7 separate regions of the Mus musculus genome follow, and all the other regions are linked to region 5. The links are chromatin contacts, called in public HiChIP or PLAC-seq and promoter capture Hi-C maps. All regions are on one chromosome and are shown on one strand. Each heading gives the region's core, a stretch centred on a gene start, on an enhancer-like site or on the middle of the called end of the contact. The rest is flanking DNA. Distances are from core to core; before and after follow the strand shown.

Region 1 (2,700 bases), core at 151-2,650, 2.6 Mb before region 5:
CACAGCAGAGCCTGGGTGTACCTCAGGAGTTTCAAAGGTGGCTGGAGTAACATCTGAGAGAAGCAAATCAGAAATTAGAGTGAGCCTTACGTGATAACAGACTTTCCCTAAGCCCTCTAAAGCAGCACCCGTCCTCTTACAGGGTGGTGGAGGTTCCCGAGATATCTTGCCCAGGGCAGAGCCAAACTTGATGGCAATCTGGCGCATGCGCTCCAAATCTCCGTTTTCCTCGGCCTCCAGGTACTCCTTCTGTGCCTGTAGCTTCTCCACATCAGGGAAGAAGTCTCTCTGGATAACTGTCTGAAGTCCCTGCCATGAGCAATCAGAACAAAGGCCAGAGTTGTCATCTGGGAGTCCTGACGCACAATCCACCACTGTCCATGTTCCACCCCTTAGACCTTTCCCTTCTGCCTAGCTGGACAACTGTCATCTACAAGATAGGTTTAGAACTGTCTTTTCTAGTAAGGCTGTCATCCCACATAGCTCTGATGTACCAGTTAACTACTGAACAATCTCTTGAAGCCCATGAAATCCCTCACTAACTGATCTTTCTCTTTGCTGGCTCCATCTATAACACCAGCCAGACTAATGTGGATATTGTCATCCTCCACCCACCCATGAATTTGTATTTCAATCTAAACCTTTCTCTTGAAAGCCAGTCGCCACTATCGCCACCACAAGAAAAAGTCCTCAAGATTTCAGATCCAGCCCGCCCTTGCTGTGAAGCTGAAAGTCTGTACAGTCAGCTGCACGGCAATGGTACAAGGCAGCATATCCCAGAAGCATCCTAAATCTAACCAGTCTAAAACCAACCCTATGTCGGTCTGTCCTCCAGCGTGTTTGCAGTTGGACCCTTAACTCGAGGAGCAACTGAGACCCACTCACTCAATGACGAAGCCAGTTCCACTGTCTAATTCCGGGACCCCCAGCCTTTGACACTTTACAGCCTTCCAAAAAGTCGTCTTCACCATCTCTCGAAAAACGTGTCAAAATTCTACCTATACAAGAAACTATTTCCTTGACTCTCAACAGAAAACTGGATGCCCACTTCTGCATTGTTTTCTTGGTTCTCAATGCTTTCCAACCCAAAAACAGTTGTTCCACTTCCAAGGGCGGCTGAGAGTGCCAGGACCAGAAAAAATTCAAAGGACTGGACAGGAACGCGAATAGGGGGAGGGGCCCGGAAGTCGCCAGCGCTCGCACTGAGCTGGTACCTCGATGTACTCTTCTTCATCCAGGACCCGCTGCCTGCTTCTCGCAACTCCGGCCTCTCCAGCCTCCCCAGCCGCGCGCTTCCTTGAGGGCGCGGACGCGGAGGACAGAAACAGAGCACCCGCCGAGGTCCCGGGCGTCCCCATCGCTATCCCAGAATCGCTCGGGCGGCGTCTGCACCGCTCCAACAGCCAGCCAATGGAGAAGCAGTATTTTTGTAACAAAGCCGGCGCTCCAATGATGTCACTGGGAGCGCCGGATCTTAAGAAAGTTGTAGTCTTTTATCCCCACCCGCGTTGCTCATGCCCATCTAGACTATGATCACTAGGGGGAGCTGTAGAGTGACTGACGCCACAGTCCCTCTGTTAAAAGTTCCAATTCTTTAAAAAAAAAAAAAAATGCAGATGCTTCAAAGACATTTTTAAATACTTCAAAAAATTTGGTTATGACTTCCAAACTCAGAAAAAGAACACTAAGACAATTCTTCCCGTATACTTATCTAACAAAATTTAAATGAAAAGAAAGAACAAAAGGGTCTTAAATCTCTGGTTGGATTTATTAGTTCCCTGTCTGCCAGGATGGGCTTCTCACTGAAAGCATTAGTGGAACTTTCTTCCTAAGGGAGATCATGAATTAGGTGGGAGAAGCTCTAGCCCAGAATGATTCATTACAATTTTGCTTTTCCAATGATCTTGTCCTTCATTGTGAGTCACTGGGGACTTTATGACCATGTCCCTGCATCCATAGAGTTGACCATACAGTAGAAAAATGTTAAATCATGCTGCCAGTGTGTAAAGTTACAACTGTGACCTGCAATAAGTCTGCACTCAGAGAATCTCAACTGCTACACAGGACATGTCAAGTGGCATTTCCCCAGGCAGAACATGGTTGTAGATGGAAAAGATGAATGGATGGGCATCAGGCAATGGGAAGGCCCAGCAGCGGGGTGGAGCAAGGCAAATGCCAAAACAGACCTTTAGTCACACAGTGCGCTAAAGAAGGAGATGACACCAGAGGGGGAGAGCCAGGCTGCACAGTATCTTTGGAGTCCTGTCAAGAAACATTATTTTAAGTGAGCTCAGGTGAAAACCAGAGAAAGCTGCAATGGTTACCATGCAAGGGAATGCAGCTTTCATGAGGTTGGTGCGCCTGAAGCTGCACACGAGCTAGTTTCTGGGGGGTTATTGATATGTTTAAAGGTGAAATCGGCTGGACTGGGTATGATCCGGTAATAATAGCAATTAATGATCAAGAACTCTATGATTTAACGTGCCTTTAGCAGGACAGTGAATGGGAAAATGGCCTGTTGTATATATGGTGCCTGCCGCAAGCCTGTGGGCTTCCAGGTGTTGTCAGAGGTACAGACTGACAAATACCTCAGGGGACAGGCCTGGACTGGAGACATAGAGGTGGGAACTGTAGCCTAAGGATGGAAAAGATACACCAAGAAGAGTATGGAGGGGGCAGAAGAGATGGCTCATCCGTTAC
Region 2 (2,700 bases), core at 25-2,524, 2.7 Mb before region 5:
AAGCATTGAAATATGTTGCAGGATGGGAGCTGAGATAGGACACTGCTGAGGGTGCACCCACCTGTTCTGACACCCAGTCATGATGTCACCCATAGAAGACTTGCCTGGGGCATTCCTTCATGGGAACCTTCCTCTGCTAAAAGCATTAAGAGCTCTACTTACCACCGCCCTAGTACAGAGGAGTCTCTGAAAGTTCACAGACAAGACATCCCTGCTGGGATCCCTAAAGGGACAGTGAGGCTGTACTGGTATTCCTGTGCCTGATGGATAAATTGACCTGGCTTTGTTGCGGAAGTAGGGTGCAGTGAAGGTTTTTTTTTGCAGGGGGGGGGGCACAGTTCAGAAGTATCTGAAATAAGCAGAAAAGGGACCTGAGGTTCCCCACCACACAAAACTCCAAGGGAGTATCAAAAGTAGTTAATCACACCACACAAAGCACTAAGTGCCAGGCACCGCTGAAAGGACTCTCCCCTGCACCTGGTACTCAGTTTACTCCCAGTACCTCCTTTGGGCAGGGCTGGACTTCTGTGATAAAGCGTTTCACTAAGTGGCAATGAGCAACCAGACATCGCTGTCCAGGGCTGAAACGCTGGCACTAGGCCACAATTGGGCGGACACTTGGGGCACCAGGTGCCTCCACAAGCTGCTTCCAAGACTTCCACTCAGCCAAGCAGAAGGGTGCGCCCGAGACGCAGCTCCTGGCCAGTGGGTCCCAGAGCACGCGGCGCTCGGTGGACCTGGGTCTAAAGGCAACATCCTCGAGGCTCCGAACCCTGGTACACTCCAATTTGTGCCAGGGCAGGGGACGCCCAGAGGCCCGCGGCCAGGCCTCGCCTGTGCCGGGCCGAGGAGCAGTAGCCCCCAGCAGCCGCGGGGGAACGGACGTCCGCAGCCCCACCCCCGACCGCGCCCCCACCCTCAGCACCGCGCACCTGGCCGCAGCGGCTCGGTGACAGTGAGAACCAGCAGGAAGAGCAGCAGGAAGGCACCGCTGTCTGCCTTGGGCACCATTTATCCTCCGTTCATCGTCCCCGGGGCAGCCGCGTGACCCCGCGGGGAGGCCGGACCTGGCCGAGAGGAGTGGGTGAAGGCCGGACTCCGACCTGGGGCTGAGGGGCGGCAGGCGAGGGATCCAGCTGGGCCGCGGCAAGAGAACGCCACCGACTCGCGCGCACTCTAGGCCGCAGGAGCGGGATGAGATTCCGGCTCGCGCAAGATGGCGGCCGTCCTGCTCCGGCCCGCGCCACCCCGCCTCCGGCCCGCACTAACCAATGAACGCCGAGCTGGGCGGGGGGTGGGGTGGCGGAGGGAGGTAGGACCCGAGCTCCAGACGCGGGGCGGGGCATGAGCACGAGAGGCCTAGGGAATGAGCGAGTGGGCGGGGCCAAGGGCGGGGCTAGCAGGAAATGAGGCGTGCCATTGGCTGAACCGAGAGGTGGGACGCAGCCTTGGCAGCGAGGTACCAAAAGGGGTCCCTAGTGCTGGTAGGGTCACAAGGACTGACAGTGCTGGCGCCAGGGTCTGGGGTGGGTAGGAGTGGGGAATCCGGGATTAGTGAATTGAGGAGGTATAGCTGGACCTGAACGATCTTTACTCCTGGAGGCCCAGGTCTGTCCCAGTGCCAACATATTCCCTAAAGTGGTCTTCTAAACGCCGAACGGCTGTGAAGAAAGTGAAGAGCTCTAGTGAAAATAAAGGACCAGCAGTCTCTGTGGATCAGGGAATGGCACAAAGAATATCAACAGAGGAGGAAATGGCTTAATGGATGTCAGAATCTAACAGAGAAGCCCAGAGTCTCTGGACCAGATCTGGGGAAGGAGCTGCCTATACAATGGAGAAAAAAAGCCCAGGCAGAGACAGGGCTAAAGCCTGGGAACAAGGCTCCACATGCTAAACTCACACCTGCCTTCATGAACAGCATGAACGTGGAAGGAGAGACAGCAAATGAAAAACCAATCTGTTCAGGGGAAGGAAGTGAAAAGTGGGGAAGGCCAGTCACCTCCAGCATATCTGACTCACTCTTATTGCCCCTCCACCAAAGTCCCAGGATTTCAACCTACGATAGATACATGGAGCCATGAGTGAAAGATGCTAACTTGTTATAGGTAGGTAAAGTCAAGGTCAAGTCGTCAGACATTCCAACTTTACCAGGTCTTGGCCCAAGATGTTGGACATAGGACTTGTCACAACAGATGGGGGGTTCCTTGCTGGCAGAAGCAAGGGTACCTGTCCAGTGCTGCTCTGGGCACTCAGATAGTTTTATGGCACATTCCCAGCACTGAGTACAAGATCCAGGCCTAGCCTTCTGCCCCCATACCCACCCCCACTGCAAATCTGCCCTGGGAGCTCAGCCAGAGCTCTGAGTTGGGCAGGTCCTTTGGAGGGAACTCAGCCAAGTGCAGTCTTCCTGCCAACTGTCCACCTGCAGAGCCGCCGTTAAGAGTCCAGGAAAGGTTTGGAAGAGAAAAGAGCAGGACAGGAAGTGAGAAGTCTGGCTGAGCGGTACAATGAAAGCACAGAGTTAACTCCTTAACCCACCACCACCACTACCACCACTGGGCCAGGAGATAAAGAACCTGAAGTCGGCCCAGGTCTGTCTCAGGGCCCAAAACACATTCAAAAGTGCTCTTTTAAAAGGTGAAGCCCCAGGCTGGTGAGATGGCTCAGCAGGTAAGAATACTAACTATTCTTCCAAAGGTC
Region 3 (2,700 bases), core at 61-2,560, 2.3 Mb before region 5:
CTTAAAACTTTGATTCCCATATTGCATGTCTTAATTTTAGAGTTATGTTAAAAGACATCGAAATGTCCCTGTGACACCCTCTCTGCACTGAAACAGAACCCCACTCAAGACCTCTGGAAGACCGAATTTTCCAAGATATGTCCCCTCCAGTCTTAGCTCCCCAAGCCCTTCCTTAGTCCACAATCCACAACATCTGAGTGACAAGAACACAGACTTTCCCTGGAGCCAGAAATAAGCCCGTCCACACAGGCCTTTTTTAAACTTGCTCTTTGCAGCCAGTGGCACATACCCAACCCCAGCCTCCAGGTAAGGACTCTCCTCCCACAACAGGCACTGAATTCAGACTCCTACAAAGGCTGCTATATGTTTCTACAAAGTGGAAAGGGTGGCTCAGGCTCACTTACACCTGGGGCTGTCACACCTGGAAACAAATGGCCATCCCTTTGGTCACCTGAGTTGTGTCAAGGCTTTGGAATTGTAGAAAGAAACGAGTGGTCCGAGATTCAGAACCCCATGACCTATGAGCCAGCCCGGGGTAAGAAATTGAGGCTGCCTAGTGCCAGGCTGGCAAAGAGTGCTCCCTCCCCACGACTGGCAGCCTAGCCTCTGAGGTCTTTTGTGCTCCAGACTTAGAAGTGTAGGATAGAAGCCTCTCAGTGTTGTGTTCAGGGAGGGCTGAGGGCCTTGAGTAGGCTGTAGTGGCCAGTCACGGCTGTGGGGCAGGCCACACCTACGCTGAGAAACACAGAAATAAGTTGATTTTACATGCTGGCCGCGACGAGGGGGCTCACAGCTCCTACTCCCCCCCTCCCCCTAGGAAGGTTGGTGTCTGTAGGTGACACGCGTCCCCCTTCAAAGCCCCGAGGGAATGAAAGGCTGCAACCACACCCAGGGCCTGCTAGAACGCTCAGAGGCAGGCATTCACCTGTCCGTGCTCCGGGGACGCAGCCCCTCGCCGCAACCTGCTAATCCGCCCAGCCCACCGCCGCCCCCGTGGGGCACGTGCGCCCCTTCGGCTCCCACCCCCAACCTCCCTACCCCCACCCGCTGCTACCAGGCTCTGGACCCGGCGCCGACTCACGTGAATACGAAGAAGAGTGTGCTGGAACCAACCAACAGCGCGGCGGCCGTGGCCACCGGGATGTACTTGGCGGGTTTGAGGCGCGTCCCGGGGCTGCGGGGCATCCTGGGCGCCGCGCCGCCGCATCCCTCCCCGGGCCGGGCGGGCGGGGCCGGCCGGGTCGGGCCGGGGTCGGGCGCGCGGGCTGGACGCGGCGCAGGATCCGCCGCAGCGGCAGTGGAGGAAATCCCACCCCACGGGCGGCGGCGGCGCGCTGATGTCAGCGCGCCCCTTAAGGTGGACCCGGCGGCAGGGCCGCGGCGGGGGCGGGCTGAGGGTGGAGCGCCGGGCGGCCAACTCCTCTTTTGCGGGGTAGCCCGACACCCCACGCACGCGCAGCGCCCATCTGGACCGACAGGACAACGGAAAGCATGTTCTTTTTCTCTTTCTTGTCTGTCTCTTCCTTTCTTTCCTTTTTTTTTTTTTCCTTGCTACCGCAGGCCCTAACCCGGGAGCTCTCTTGGGCCTACATGCTCTCCAATCACAGTCCCGGGACAGGCTGAAGGTCCCCTGGCAGTCACTGGGGTGTGAGCGAGATTTCTATGACAAGGTAGGGGTATCATGGCTATCCAAACCTTAGCCAGTTCTCAGCCCTCCACACACTAAGAGTTAGGTCACCGAGTTCCTCTGTGTCCTGGCTCAGGCCGCAGGCTTGATTGAGGCCGTGTGTAAGAGACCTAGGAACGCCTTCGGAAAGCTGGTGTCCTAGGGAAAGTGACTGAACCCTGCTCTGGCCTTGACTAGAAAGGCTGCGCATGCTCACCACCCACCCGCGAGCAAGCCCACCTGCCCGCGCCAGGACGCAGCTGTTTAAGGTGGACCGGCCCTCCAAGGATGCTGCAGGCATCTGCATTGGCTTCCCCTAGCAGATCAGTTTTAATGTTTTGAGTAAGAACATGGTCAAACCCCACTGCTTGCCTTAGCCACTCCACAAGGCAGCAACATTTACTTTGGAAGCTTATTCAGGGCCTGAACAGGGTGCTGGCTGACGATTCCCCCAGAGCCGCCCCCAGTCCGGAGGCTCTTCTCCATCGTCCACCCCTCCCCAGACCAAGATAGTGGGAGCCTTCTTCCCTTGGTTGTTGCTATCTCCTTCTGTAGAGCCATAACCCAGAGTCCTTCAGCCACCTCCTCCCTACAACACTGCTTGTAGGCCTGGGACTCCTTGGCTCGCCCACAGCTCAGGGTCGAGTGCCTTAATGTAGAAACAGCTTTTCAACAGCATAAACAGTGATAGATTTTCTCTCAGATTTCTGTCCTGTTGGTCATTCCATGCCAGAAGACGTAGCTCAGGGTCTTCCAGCGTTGGTAAGATAGCAGTGATGTGACCTCACAGTGGAGAGCAGAGTGGATACAAACTCCTTTCCGCTCTCAGGTAAGTAAGTATCCAGCTGGCCCTCTGCATTAGGCACACAGTTCAGTTAAATTCGCCCGACTTTAATCTTGTCCTACAGCCCCTAACATAGAACGCTCAGAACCTCTAGGGCCTCTAGGGCCCACAGGAGGCTCCACGACTCACAGCTCCCCCACTGCAGAGTTCCTTTGGGATTAAGTCTACTCTCATGTTATATGTAGGGTAC
Region 4 (2,700 bases), core at 80-2,579, 2.5 Mb before region 5:
TGCTGCGAGGACACCATGAACAAGGCAACTTACAGAAGGGTTTGTTGGGGGTCTTACAGCTTCAGAAGGTGACTCCAGGACCACCATGGTAGAGAGCATGGCACCAGCCAGGTAGGCAGGTATGGCCCTGGGGAAGTAGCTGATAGCTTATATCTTAATTCAAAAGCATGAGGTGGTGCTGGTAGTGATGAGACAAGAGAAAGAGACAGACAGACAGACAGACAGACAGACAGACACACTCACACAGAGAGACAGAGAGTCAGAAAGAGACAGACAGAGACACAGAGAGAGAGAGAGACAAAGAGAGACACAGAGACAGAGGTAGAGAGACATACAGAGACAGACATACAGAGACAGACAGACAGACAGAGAATGTATGGATGGTGTATGTTTTAAAATCTCAAAACCAGCCCTCAGTGACACTCTTTCTCCAATAAAGCCACACCTCCTAATCCTTCCTTAGTAATTCCACCAACTGGGGACCAAGTTTCCAAATATCTGAGGCTATGGGGTCATTTGCATTCAAACTTCACAAGGTTTCTTCACTGTAATTTATGTTACCCAGATCTGAATTCACTACTTCAGAGCTTATCGTGGCAAAAGGGAAAACAAAAAGAAAGTAACCAGGATGATTCAACAGAGTTATATTTTTAAAATAGTAATAAAAGGGAAAAAGATGGCACATCAGGGAATGTAATTTTTATTTAAAAAAACGCTGTAGGAAGGTGTCATTTCTCTTATTCATGCTGCAAACTAAATTATGAATGTGGACACTGTCAGGGGCTGGGGCTGGCTCAGTAGGTAAAGGACTGTTGAGCCAGCATGAATTCAACTTCACAAGACTCTTTTCTCATCTACTCTCCACTTCCAGGCAGTCGCTGAGGTTTCCTTGTGGGGGTGGGGTATCCTTTAACGCTAATAAAATTGTCCTAAAGTCTTTTATTAATGAGAATAAGAACCCTAAAGAGAAGCTGGCTCTCCTCCGTACTGTTTTCCTGAGGTCCCCCAGGGTGGATCACAACCCGCTGGGAGTGTCCAGCTTCCAGTGGCCTCAGTCTGCGCACACTAGGCGCAGGCCAGACTGGCTTCTTTAAAACACCCAGCAGGCCAGAGTTGCTTCTTTAAAACACCAGAATGCAGAGCCCTGGGCGCGCACCTCCAAGGTCAGCACCACTTGGGAGCTCAGCGAGCCCCTATTTCTTCTCCCTAGGACAAAGCGCTTACAAGCAGTCTCCCTGGTGGGTGGAGCGCGTCTTATTGTGCCTGACGCACCACGGTGAACGGCCGGAGACCGACCGGAGGGGCGGGGCGCATGCGTCGTTCGCGCTGGAGAATGACGTGAGGGGGCGGGGCGCGCCGGGGCACCCTAGGAGACCGAGTAGAGGGGCGGCGGGGGACCGCGCGGTAAACCGCGCGATGGACCGCTATGCGGCCGCCGGGGATGAGGCGGCGGATCGGGCCCGGCAGCAGGAGCGGCACTACCAGCTGCTGTCAGCACTACAGAGCCTGGTCAAGGAGCTGCCCAGGTGCGCGGCGACGGGCGGCGGGAGGACCGGGGCCGGGGCCGGGGCCGGAGCCGGGGCCAGGGCCGCGGCCGCGCTCACCCGGCGATCTACCCGCAGCTCCTTTCAGCAGCGCCTGTCCTACACCACGCTCAGCGACTTGGCCCTGGCGCTGCTCGACGGAACGGTGTTTGAAATCGTGCAGGGTCTTCTGGAGATTCAGCACCTCACTGAGAAGAGCCTCTACAACCAGAGACTGCGGCTGCAGAACGAACACCGAGGTGCAGGGGGCGACGGGACCTTCCCTAGGGCGTCCCTAGCCGCGGGAGCCTCGGGTCAGGGGGTGCAGAGCCATGCTGATCCTTTTAGTCTGCTGTCCAGAAACTTCTTACTCGCGTTCCCTAGAGTACCCACATCCTCCTAGGCTTGATGGACCTCGCTGCTTGTAGGTCTGTTGATAGCTGTGTGCTACCACAGAGATAATCCATTATTCCAGCACCTTCCCATTGAGTATCAGGCTTGATCACCTCCTCCTATAAATTATACTAGGCATCTTCCGTTGTACCATCAGATCTCCTTTCCATTTTATTTGTTCAAGCTTGACTCGGTTCAAACATTTTAGGAAAGAATAGTGTGACGATGTCCCCATGCTACGTTATAGATCTTTGGGCTTTGTTATTGCTTTGGATTTTGAAACTGAGGACTGAACCCAGGGCTTCTCACCTGCTAAGCAGGTTTTCTATATTGGGCTACATTTACATGCAAACATACTCTGCCTTTCTGGCAATGCCTGTGTGCTGCCAGACAGGATTTTCCCATTAGAGATAGGTGTTGGATTTTGTTGAAATCTTTTGCAGTTCCTGTGGAGATGATCAGATGGTTTTGCTGTTACTCTCGTGAGACATTGATTTCTAAATCCCAGAAAGGAATTGTATTCTAGGAATGCATCTTGTAATATTTGTGTGGGGATGAAGGTAATGCCTCAGAATGTGTTGAGAAGTCTCTTGTTCTCCGAGAGCTTTAGTTCTTCACCAAATGTTTGAGTGGCTGTGCTTTTTCTTTTTTTTTTTTTTTTTTTTAATAATTTTTTTTTTTAGATTTATTTATTTATTATATGTAAGTACACTGTAGCTGTCTTCAGACACACCAGAAGAGGGCGTCAGATCTTGTTACGGATGGTTGTGAGCCACCATGTGGT
Region 5 (2,700 bases), core at 192-2,691:
TTCAATTGCTGTTTTGTTTATGCGGAAGTTAGTACAGTCCAGAATGGCCTCGAACTCCCAAATTGCCTGCCCTAGTCTCCTAAATGTATTATACACATATGGGTGTACTCAGTAGCTTACTGAGACCAGAGAATTGAGTACTCAGTAGCTTACTGAGACCAGAGAATTGAAACAAGGTTTCAAATGGCCCCAGAATGGCCTGGAACTCATTTTGTAGCAGTGGGGTGACCTTGATTTTTTTTTTTTTTTCTCCTTAGGTTTTTCTCTTTAACCCTAGTTGTCCTGGAATTCTGTAGATCAGGGTGGCCTTGAACTCAGAGATCTGCCTTTTTCTGCCTCCTGAGTGCCGGGATTAAAGGCTGGTTCCATCTAAGTCCAGCAACCTTGAATTCTTGATCATTCTATCCCTGCCTCCTGAATGTTGGAGTTATTGGCATGCACCGCACCCAGTTTTATGAGGTACCGGGGATCAAACACAAAGCCTCAGGGTAGACAAGCATTTTACCAACTAATCTATAACCTCAGGCATGCTGATAGCTTTTTTAAACTTTAACACCAAGACTGGCAGCTCCCCATTGCAATAATGCTTAAGCTGGATGAATGGGCAGTCGAGTGTTGTCACATGCCTTTAATTCCAGCACTTTGGCGACAGGCAGGAGGTTCAGTTCTTAAGTTAGCTTAGGCTCTCTAGAGAGATTGTCTCGGAAATATAAACGGGTGTAATTTGAGCGCATTGGAATAAAGTTGTCTAATTTTGCAAATTGAGTGTGTGTGTGAGGTGTATCTTTTACAGACACTTGAGATCTGCTTTGTCTGTAGACCCAGGATAAACAATGAACTTATAAAAGGGCTTGTTCAGGTTTTCTGGCAGTGGGTGATGTGCCTTGGGGTGGCAGAACTTCATTCTCAATGACCCAGTTGAACACCTATGAAGTGTGAAGGAACTGAGGACAGAGCAAAGAGGCAAGCAGAAGTGTGCTCCTCACCCAGCTGATTCAACTAGCAGGACTAATTGAAACTGATCCACTCTGGACCGAGAGTTGGCGTGAGTCAGCAAAACGCCAAAGGTGGGCGAGCAGCAGCATGCGCCTGCGGGGAAGGTATCCAAGCTGTAAAGCGACCCCCTCCCACGTTAGCCCGTGTCTAGGCATTTCTCCCCTCGCAACACCTCCCGTGCTCCCCACTACGATAAGCCTCGGGCGATCCTGCCACGCCCCTCGATACAACCTCCACTTTCCAGAAGGCAGCGAAAACCCGCACAGGTGGTAGACGTAGACGGGAAACTGGAACCGCGCAGGCGCGGAAGCTGCCACGCCTGCTGGACTCCGCGGCGCTTGCGTCCCGTTCTACTAGACCCGCCCCCTGGACTCACGCAGACTCTGCTTTCTTACGTCAACCCTGCGCATGCTCCTTGGGATGAGGGGTGCGATTTCGGGGTGGGGAGGAAGGGCAGGGAGGCGGTCCTAGGCCCAAGTCTCACCACGACTGCGCAGATTGGATCCCGAGTGAACATGGCGACTTGCGCTGATATCCTGCGAAGCGAGTTCCCTGAAATTGACGGGCAGGTCTTCGACTACGTGACCGGTGAGCGAAACTGAATTAACTGCCTGGGGAGGCCGAAGTGGAGGTTGTGGGGAAAGACTGAGGGCGGACAGTGCAGCAGACCGCTATCTGGTCTCTCTGCGTGACCTCTTATCTTGAGGGCCAGTGGGGTCTGGTGCCCCGAGTGAGCTGTACAGACACTGAAACTGCTCCTATATCCGCCCTACCCGTTGTCTGTCTTGTTCTGCGGTACCCGGCTCAGGTGTCTTGCACAGTGGCAGCGCGGATTTCGAGTCTGTGGATGACCTGGTGGAAGCTGTCGGGGAACTATTGCAAGAAGTGTCCGGGGACAGCAAGGATGACGCTGGCATTAGGGCTGTCTGTCAGCGCATGTACAACACTCTACGCCTGTAGGTGCCAAGGGAATGAAGTTGATGGGCAAAGAGAGGAGAATGGAGAACAAACGAGGGGGAAGGTCTGAAGGCTGTAAATCTTTTCTCCCAAGTGAGTGCTTTCTCTCTACCTACATAGGGCTGAACCGCAGAACCAGGGAAACAGCCAGGTGCTACTGGACGCCCCCATCCAGTTGTCGAAGATAATGGAAAACTATGGTGAGAGTGAGGGGAGATTGAACTAGCTGCCTTCTGCCTCCACCCCCAGCCACCACCTCGCTGCAGCTCAGGTCTCTCCATCTCAACAACAAGGCTTGTAGGAGCTAGCGGTATTTTTGTGACCATAAAAGCTTGTGATGGAGAACGGGGCCTGGAGGGCTCTCCAAGCTATTGTCTGTAGTAGGAGGCATACAGACCTTGAAGCTGGTTTTGCCAGTTTCGTACCTTAACCAACAGCGTGGTCTTAAAAGAGTACATTGGGCTCTTCTTAAGTGTGAGATCGTTTTGCCCTTTACTTCAAGGCTAATAACTGTCCATTTCAGTGTTATAATGCTATCTTTAAAACTATCCTTGGTTCTTGTTAGTCATTCAAAGTCTTCATTTCCCTTCTCTCATGGAGAAGGTGACTGCTTTTCTTATCACTTACAGACTGTGACACCAAACTTCCAGGACTGCTAAAGAGGGAACAGTCCTCGGTGAGAAGTGGGAAGGGGCTGTGGTGGGTGTGAGAGTTGACCGTCTACTGAATAGTGGGTGTATCTTTGGG
Region 6 (2,700 bases), core at 120-2,619, 2.6 Mb before region 5:
CAGGAAATCCCTAGGCTGTTCTTGAGTTCCATTACACATAGGCCCCAAGACCTCAGAGGGTTTCCCCAGCGTTACATTTGCTATTTCCTAGACTTTGAATAGTGAGTTATGCTTTGAAGACTTCGCTCATGCTTTTATTACGCATGAGCCGCCACAGGAGACCCTTTCTGCCACCATTTACCACGAACCTGGTGCATATGTGTGGGGACCCTTCCCACCTTGACAGCCTCCATGGGGGCACATGCCATTAAAACCTGGGAGCCCGAAGATACCCTGGCTACCCCTGAAAGGCTCAATCCCTCACCTTGATGGTCTCCATAGGGCACACGACTACCACTGCTTCTGCCACGCCGGCACCCAGACCGCACAATAGTCCTCTCCTGCTGTCGAGCCTACCTTGGGCATCCCGCATGTGGTTGCTGAGGAACTCGAACATCCCAAACCTAATGAAGAAGACATGTGAGGGGGCCCGCTGCGGCCACTCCCTCCGGGTCGTTTCAACAGAGCAGAGTCTCACCTGACAGCCGCCTTGGGGATGGAGCCGTAGAGCAAGGAGCTGAGGCCGCGGTACAGGCCCAGGACGCCATGGCTGCGGACAGTTTGCCGCACGCAGTCTCCTACGGGAGGCGCGGTCAAGACCCTAGCTCCTCTGCTCCGCAGTGTCCCCCTAGCCACCCCCGGGAGTCCCTCCTTACCGATGCCCCGGTACCGCGGTGGGTTCGCTCGTTCATCTAGCTGCAGCTGCGTCTTCACGTATTCGGTCGGGAAGGTGATGCAGATTTCGATGCCTCCAGCCAGGCCGCCTGTGGGGACCAAATGCCTGGGGCTAGGGACACCCTTGCCCGGTGGACCCAGCCGCTACCGCTGCCACCGCTGCCGCCGCCGCGCGGCCCCTCCCCCGCCCGGACTTTGCCCGCGTCGCTGCCAGCGTCCCGACGATGCCCACGCCCCCACCCGGTGGTCTCCGCCTGGAGTGCCCAAGAGACTCTGAGCGACAGCAGACGAGTGGACTTAGGGGTCCCGGGTCGCAACCCCGACACCTCCGCCCCTCCGGAAGTTGGGCGGGGCCTGGGCGTCCCCGGCCCACCCGGAAGCGCTGTCGGACAGGCTCTGAGTTGGGGTTCCGAGTGACCCACCTGCTAGGATTGCCTTCCCGGGGTGCGTCAGTTTGGGCTTCCCGGACCCCGGCGCGGCGGCCGACAGAGCGCGGGGCCCGCGAGGCGCAGCCATAGCGGGCAGGAGGAGAGGCGCCCGGCGTCGACCTCGGGTCCGAGCCTCCGGCGCGGGGTTCTCGGGAAGCAGCGGAGCCGGAGGCTACTGAGACCACGACCAATTCTGGTCCGGGAGGCGGGGTGGTCACGTCAGCTCCCGGGCTCCGCCCCGCGTGGCCTGAGCTGAGCCCCGCCCACGCCACGCCCCGTGCCAGCCGGGAAACTGAGGCTTGGGCGGGATGCACTGGGGCACGCGTCGGGGCGGAGAGCTGAGAGCAGCCAATGGCCGGTGCTGGATTCCGGGGAGACGGAGAACCCCGCCGGAGGCGTGGTCTCCGGACAGCAACGCTAAGCCAAGGCGGGTAGCAGTGGGTCAAGGTGCAGTTTAGAGACACGTGCGTCTGGAGCGCGCCTTGGGGTTAAGGTGGGCCTCGAGATCCTGGGGGCGATGTAGGGACACATCCACCCCGGTGCGTGAATTCAGTCTTCTGAATTATTGTAATAACAGAGCTTGGCCTTCGTGCACCCTCCCGGGCAGTGCGATGATCACTCTGCCCTTCCCGGATTCGTCCGGAAACAGAATTTTCCTAGGCAGGTTCCCCCGACAAATGCAGGTTTCCCTTCCTTTCAGTTTCTAGCGAATCTTTGAAGGGCCTATTAAGTTGGCCTTTGTCCCGCCTACCCACACAATCACCAGGCAGAGCTGCTTTGCTCTGATAAACATGTTTTAATATTTATGGTCGGCAGGAGGCTCAAAGTCTTGAGAAGTCTTTGTTGCCACACATATCCTCAAAGCCGCCTGGAGGGGGCAGCCCTAGCCGGCTTGGGGTGAAGCTCCCAGGAGTCTTTGCAGACCTTTGGAGGCCTAAGGGTCCACCTCCCTGCTGTCTGAAAGGAAGCAGTCGCTGGGGGTGGTCAGTGATCTCCCCCAGCTCTGGGTTGGCTCAGAAGCTATCACAGGGCTTTAGCTAAAACAGAGTGCCCAGATATTGTACCTCCCAGTTGGAGTCCTTTGTGATTCCTTTCCCAGAAAAGGTTAAATGGGTTGAGGGTTGGGTGTGGACACATTACCCAGTATAAACAAAAGCACTCAAAGGAGGCTCCTTGTAGGCAGGCGCTGTAGAGTATTAATAGGGTAAGCCTGTAGGATAGCAGAGGAGAGCCTATAGCTAGTCTGGCTTCTGCTGGTTTTTTTTGGGGGGGGGGTCGGGTTGGGGGATTGTGGGTTGTAGTACTTGTACTGAATGCCATTGTGTGGTCGAGGGGCAGAAGGAACAGGATCAATTCCACTCATCAGAGCCTAAGGCACTGGGCCAGCAGATGTCTGGAGGCAAGGAGTATGGGGATGGCAGTTGGGGGCCAGTGGGAGGTTGGCCAGGCTAGAGGTGCAGCTGGAACACCCCCCCCCCCACACACACACACAACTGGACTCTTAGCTCAGGTAACAACAGCTGGTGAAGGCCAGCTGGCATCCTGTCCTCCTCTCCCA
Region 7 (2,700 bases), core at 77-2,576, 3.0 Mb before region 5:
ATAGCCTGGACCCTTTCCTGCCCCTGCCATTTCTTCTTGTTCTGGTGGCTACTGTGCCCATATTCTAGATGAGGACCTCCACACTAAAAATTAATTAAGTCTTTTCTCAAAGCCACCAAACTAGTGAACCAAAGGGAGCATTTGCCTAATGCTGACATGTTTGCTGTCCTTGCCCCACTGCGTCCAGGTATCACAGATCACCTTCCCAAACATACACACACACACACACACACAGAGACACACACAGAGAGACACACACAGAGACACACACACACACACATACACAGAGACACACATACACAGACACACAGACACACACACAGAGACACACACACACAGAGACACACATACACACAGACACACAGATACACACAGACACACACACAGAGACACACACAGAGACACACACACAGAGACACACATACAGACACACACACAAAGACACACACACAGACACACACACACAGAGACAGACACACACACAGACAGACACACATACACAGACACACAGACACACAGACACAGACACACACACACAGACACAGACAGGCAGACAGACATACACAGACACACACACACAGAGACACAGACACACATACAGAAAGACACACACACAGACACACAGACACACACACACAGAGACACAGACACACACAGAGAGACACACATACACAGACACACTGACACACACCACCTCCACCACCACCACCAAAGCTGGCCTCCAGCTTGCTGGTTAAGTTCAGCCTTGAGCTCAATGCTTCAACCATGCTAGGCAAGCACTACACTGAGCTACATTCTCAGTCCACGGGTCATAAGGTCTATATAAACACCCTGGGAGCAGAGGGCTGGAAACAATCTTAAATCCAATATATCCATTAGCTAGGTTTTTCCTATAGGTTGGAACGCCCAGCCCCGAACTCTTTGGGACACAACTGCTTGTCAGGGTATTTCATTTGCAGGTTTTCCAGAAGACAGTTCTAAATGTTAGGCCTCCTCATTCCTCCAGGAGGGCAAGGACTTGAGGGGTATCAGCTGCTGATACTGGGAAATGTGCCCCCACAGAGGGTGCCGGTCGGTTCTAGCTGCCCTCCCACCACTTTTGCGGGAATATCCTCAAGTGAGGATTCCAACTAGGACCCCACGCGGAGGATGAGGCACCTTCTGCTTCCAGAGCAGAGTGTGAATCTGCAGTCCAGGACCTTTCGGCCTCCAGGGTCTCTGCCTGAGGCCCAGTGGCCGCAGCTTCTCCCTCTTGATCTTCATTCTTCTGAACTTCGCAGGGACCCTTCATGTTTACTCTCACTACCCAGTCCGGGACGCAGACTCTAACCACACAGCTCACCGCCTGGAACTCTTCCCAGGGATGTGGGCGGTCCCTCTGGCCTCCTTGACCAATCGAATCTGATCTACGGACAACAGGTGGTCTCTGGGGCCAGTAACGGTGCCCGCCCTCCCACCCCGCCGTCGTCCTGGGAACCGGGTCTTGTTTGCAAAAGAAAACACAACCTTGGCACGCTCTTTCCCAGGGCTGACTACCGCTGCCATGCACGGGGGTAGTCACTCCTTCATGTTCTTTTCACAAACATTTCCAGTCTGACCCCAGAACTAGTGTTTTAGTTACGGCGCTTGGAGTAGACAGCGGCTCTACAGAAGATCTGTAGCCTAGCAATAGTTTTTCTCTGGGGCCACAGCTATGCGGTCACTGCCTAAGGGTCTCAGCTTTCTCTCAAGATCTAGAGGTTGCTATGCTGCTGCGCCAGCAGGGGTATCTCAAACCCAATTTATACTCTTTGGAATGTGCAAGTTTGAGTTCAGAGCCCCTTCTCTGGGCTTCTGTTACCCCGTGTTGACTGCCCACCATATAAGAAAACAAAGTGAGTGGGTAGGGACAGGTCTATTCCTCTCTCTATGCATAGGGTCCAACCCAGGGACTCTGGACAAAAGGGGGCGGGGCTACACCAGCTGGGGTTTGGGAATGAGGCAGGAGCCAGCTCCTACTGAATTTGAGATGTCCCTTTAACAACACTGGCCTGAATCCCATGCATGGCTTCTTGGCCTCCAGTTCAGCTGCGGCTAAAGTTGCCTGCTGACTCATGCAGTTGCAGCCAGCAGGAACTGGGAACATGGCTTCTGCAGCCGCAGCAGCACTCGTGAGCTGGGGGTTTCTGGATTACAAGACGGAGAAATATGTGCTAACCAGGAACTGTCGGGTGGGCGTCTCCCAGAGGCTGCTGCAGCTGGCAGTGGTAGTCTACGTGATAGGGTAAGAACCGCTCCTGGCCAGACTGCAGAGTCTGCTGTGGGGGGTCTTGCTTGCCGAGGGATAAAAGTTGGCTTTTTAGAACCCCAGCTGGTGGGAAAGTGGGAATGGGGGTGAGAGGTAGTCAGAAGGGATTTTAGTCCATTCAGAGAACAGTGGAAGATCCATTCGCCCACGTAAGGGGCTTTGTCTCCAGCGTCTTCTCGGTCTCTGTTAGCGTCTGCAGTTCTCCTGCCCTAAGGTACCCTGATGCAGCAGGAGGCAGTAATTCTCTGAGCAACACAGCACTAAGCCTCTCAGAGAGACCACCAGCTGGATGTCCGAAAAGTCTTTGAGAAGGGAGCTGGGTTTGCTGAGTGTGTGAAGGCACTGGCTGTGAAAAGTGACCATCGTCATCTGAGAGCTCCACCTACTCAGGGGTATAGAGCAAGAGGCGCAGC

Evidence for each region. Promoter capture Hi-C pulls out the DNA fragments that hold promoters and counts their contacts. HiChIP or PLAC-seq counts read pairs in DNA pulled down with a chosen protein or histone mark. Capture Hi-C pulls out chosen DNA fragments and counts their contacts.
Region 1: a promoter capture Hi-C map of hippocampal neurons shows a contact between it and region 5, with 3 times the contacts expected there. The contact joins the promoter of Ess2 here to the promoter of Abcf3 in region 5. A contact is called at or near these places in 2 of 39 promoter capture datasets (hippocampal neurons and pre-B cells).
Region 2: a contact with region 5 is called in a promoter capture Hi-C map of liver, with 3 times the contacts expected there. The contact joins the promoter of Dgcr2 here to the promoter of Abcf3 in region 5. A contact is called at or near these places in 2 of 39 promoter capture datasets (liver and pre-B cells).
Region 3: a contact with region 5 is called in an H3K4me3 HiChIP or PLAC-seq map of stem cell-derived neural progenitor cells, with 6 times the contacts expected there. The contact joins the promoter of Zdhhc8 here to the promoter of Abcf3 in region 5. A contact is called at or near these places in 5 of 39 promoter capture datasets (cranial neural crest, frontonasal cranial neural crest, hippocampal neurons and 2 more), 3 of 484 Hi-C or Micro-C datasets (B cells, CD4 T cells and neutrophils), 2 of 115 datasets of contacts at active chromatin or transcription factors (large pre-B cells and stem cell-derived neural progenitor cells) and 1 of 9 other capture datasets (adipose tissue).
Region 4: a promoter capture Hi-C map of pre-B cells shows a contact between it and region 5, with 6 times the contacts expected there. The contact joins the promoter of Dgcr6 here to the promoter of Abcf3 in region 5. A contact is called at or near these places in 3 of 39 promoter capture datasets (hippocampal neurons, liver and pre-B cells).
Region 6: a contact with region 5 is called in a promoter capture Hi-C map of liver, with 2.7 times the contacts expected there. The contact joins the promoter of Slc25a1 here to the promoter of Abcf3 in region 5. A contact is called at or near these places in 2 of 39 promoter capture datasets (liver and pre-B cells), 1 of 484 Hi-C or Micro-C datasets (CD4 T cells) and 2 of 9 other capture datasets (adipose tissue and liver).
Region 7: a promoter capture Hi-C map of hippocampal neurons shows a contact between it and region 5, with 4 times the contacts expected there. The contact joins the promoter of Lrrc74b here to the promoter of Abcf3 in region 5. A contact is called at or near these places in 1 of 39 promoter capture datasets (hippocampal neurons) and 1 of 115 datasets of contacts at active chromatin or transcription factors (astrocytes).

Annotation. Positions count from the first base shown.
Region 1 is chr16:17,909,948-17,912,647 of GRCm38.p6, forward strand. Ess2 (ess-2 splicing factor) reads right to left here and starts at 1,401. Exons shown (of 10, transcript NM_022408.2): 1 at 1,215-1,401; 2 at 141-309; 3 at 1-53. The coding sequence starts at 1,358.
Region 2 is chr16:17,890,454-17,893,153 of GRCm38.p6, forward strand. It overlaps Dgcr2 (DiGeorge syndrome critical region gene 2), which reads right to left and starts at 1,275. Exons shown (of 10, transcript NM_010048.3): 1 at 933-1,275. The coding sequence starts at 1,011.
Region 3 is chr16:18,233,826-18,236,525 of GRCm38.p6, forward strand. It overlaps Zdhhc8 (zinc finger, DHHC domain containing 8), which reads right to left and starts at 1,311. Exons shown (of 11, transcript NM_172151.4): 1 at 1,082-1,311. The coding sequence starts at 1,185.
Region 4 is chr16:18,065,074-18,067,773 of GRCm38.p6, forward strand. It overlaps Dgcr6 (DiGeorge syndrome critical region gene 6), which reads left to right and starts at 1,330. Exons shown (of 5, transcript NM_001289814.1): 1 at 1,330-1,526; 2 at 1,623-1,783. The coding sequence starts at 1,417.
Region 5 is chr16:20,547,162-20,549,861 of GRCm38.p6, forward strand. Abcf3 (ATP-binding cassette, sub-family F (GCN20), member 3) reads left to right here and starts at 1,442. Exons shown (of 21, transcript NM_013852.2): 1 at 1,442-1,584; 2 at 1,805-1,952; 3 at 2,074-2,153; 4 at 2,583-2,629. The coding sequence starts at 1,512. It also overlaps the pseudogene Gm15760.
Region 6 is chr16:17,926,850-17,929,549 of GRCm38.p6, forward strand. Slc25a1 (solute carrier family 25 (mitochondrial carrier, citrate transporter), member 1) reads right to left here and starts at 1,370. Exons shown (of 9, transcript NM_153150.2): 1 at 1,137-1,370; 2 at 696-803; 3 at 518-617; 4 at 305-443. The coding sequence starts at 1,230.
Region 7 is chr16:17,559,921-17,562,620 of GRCm38.p6, forward strand. It overlaps Lrrc74b (leucine rich repeat containing 74B), which reads right to left and starts at 1,327. Exons shown (of 9, transcript NM_029053.3): 1 at 1,159-1,327. The coding sequence starts at 1,291. It overlaps P2rx6 (purinergic receptor P2X, ligand-gated ion channel, 6), which reads left to right and starts at 1,965. Exons shown (of 12, transcript NM_011028.2): 1 at 1,965-2,263. The coding sequence starts at 2,094.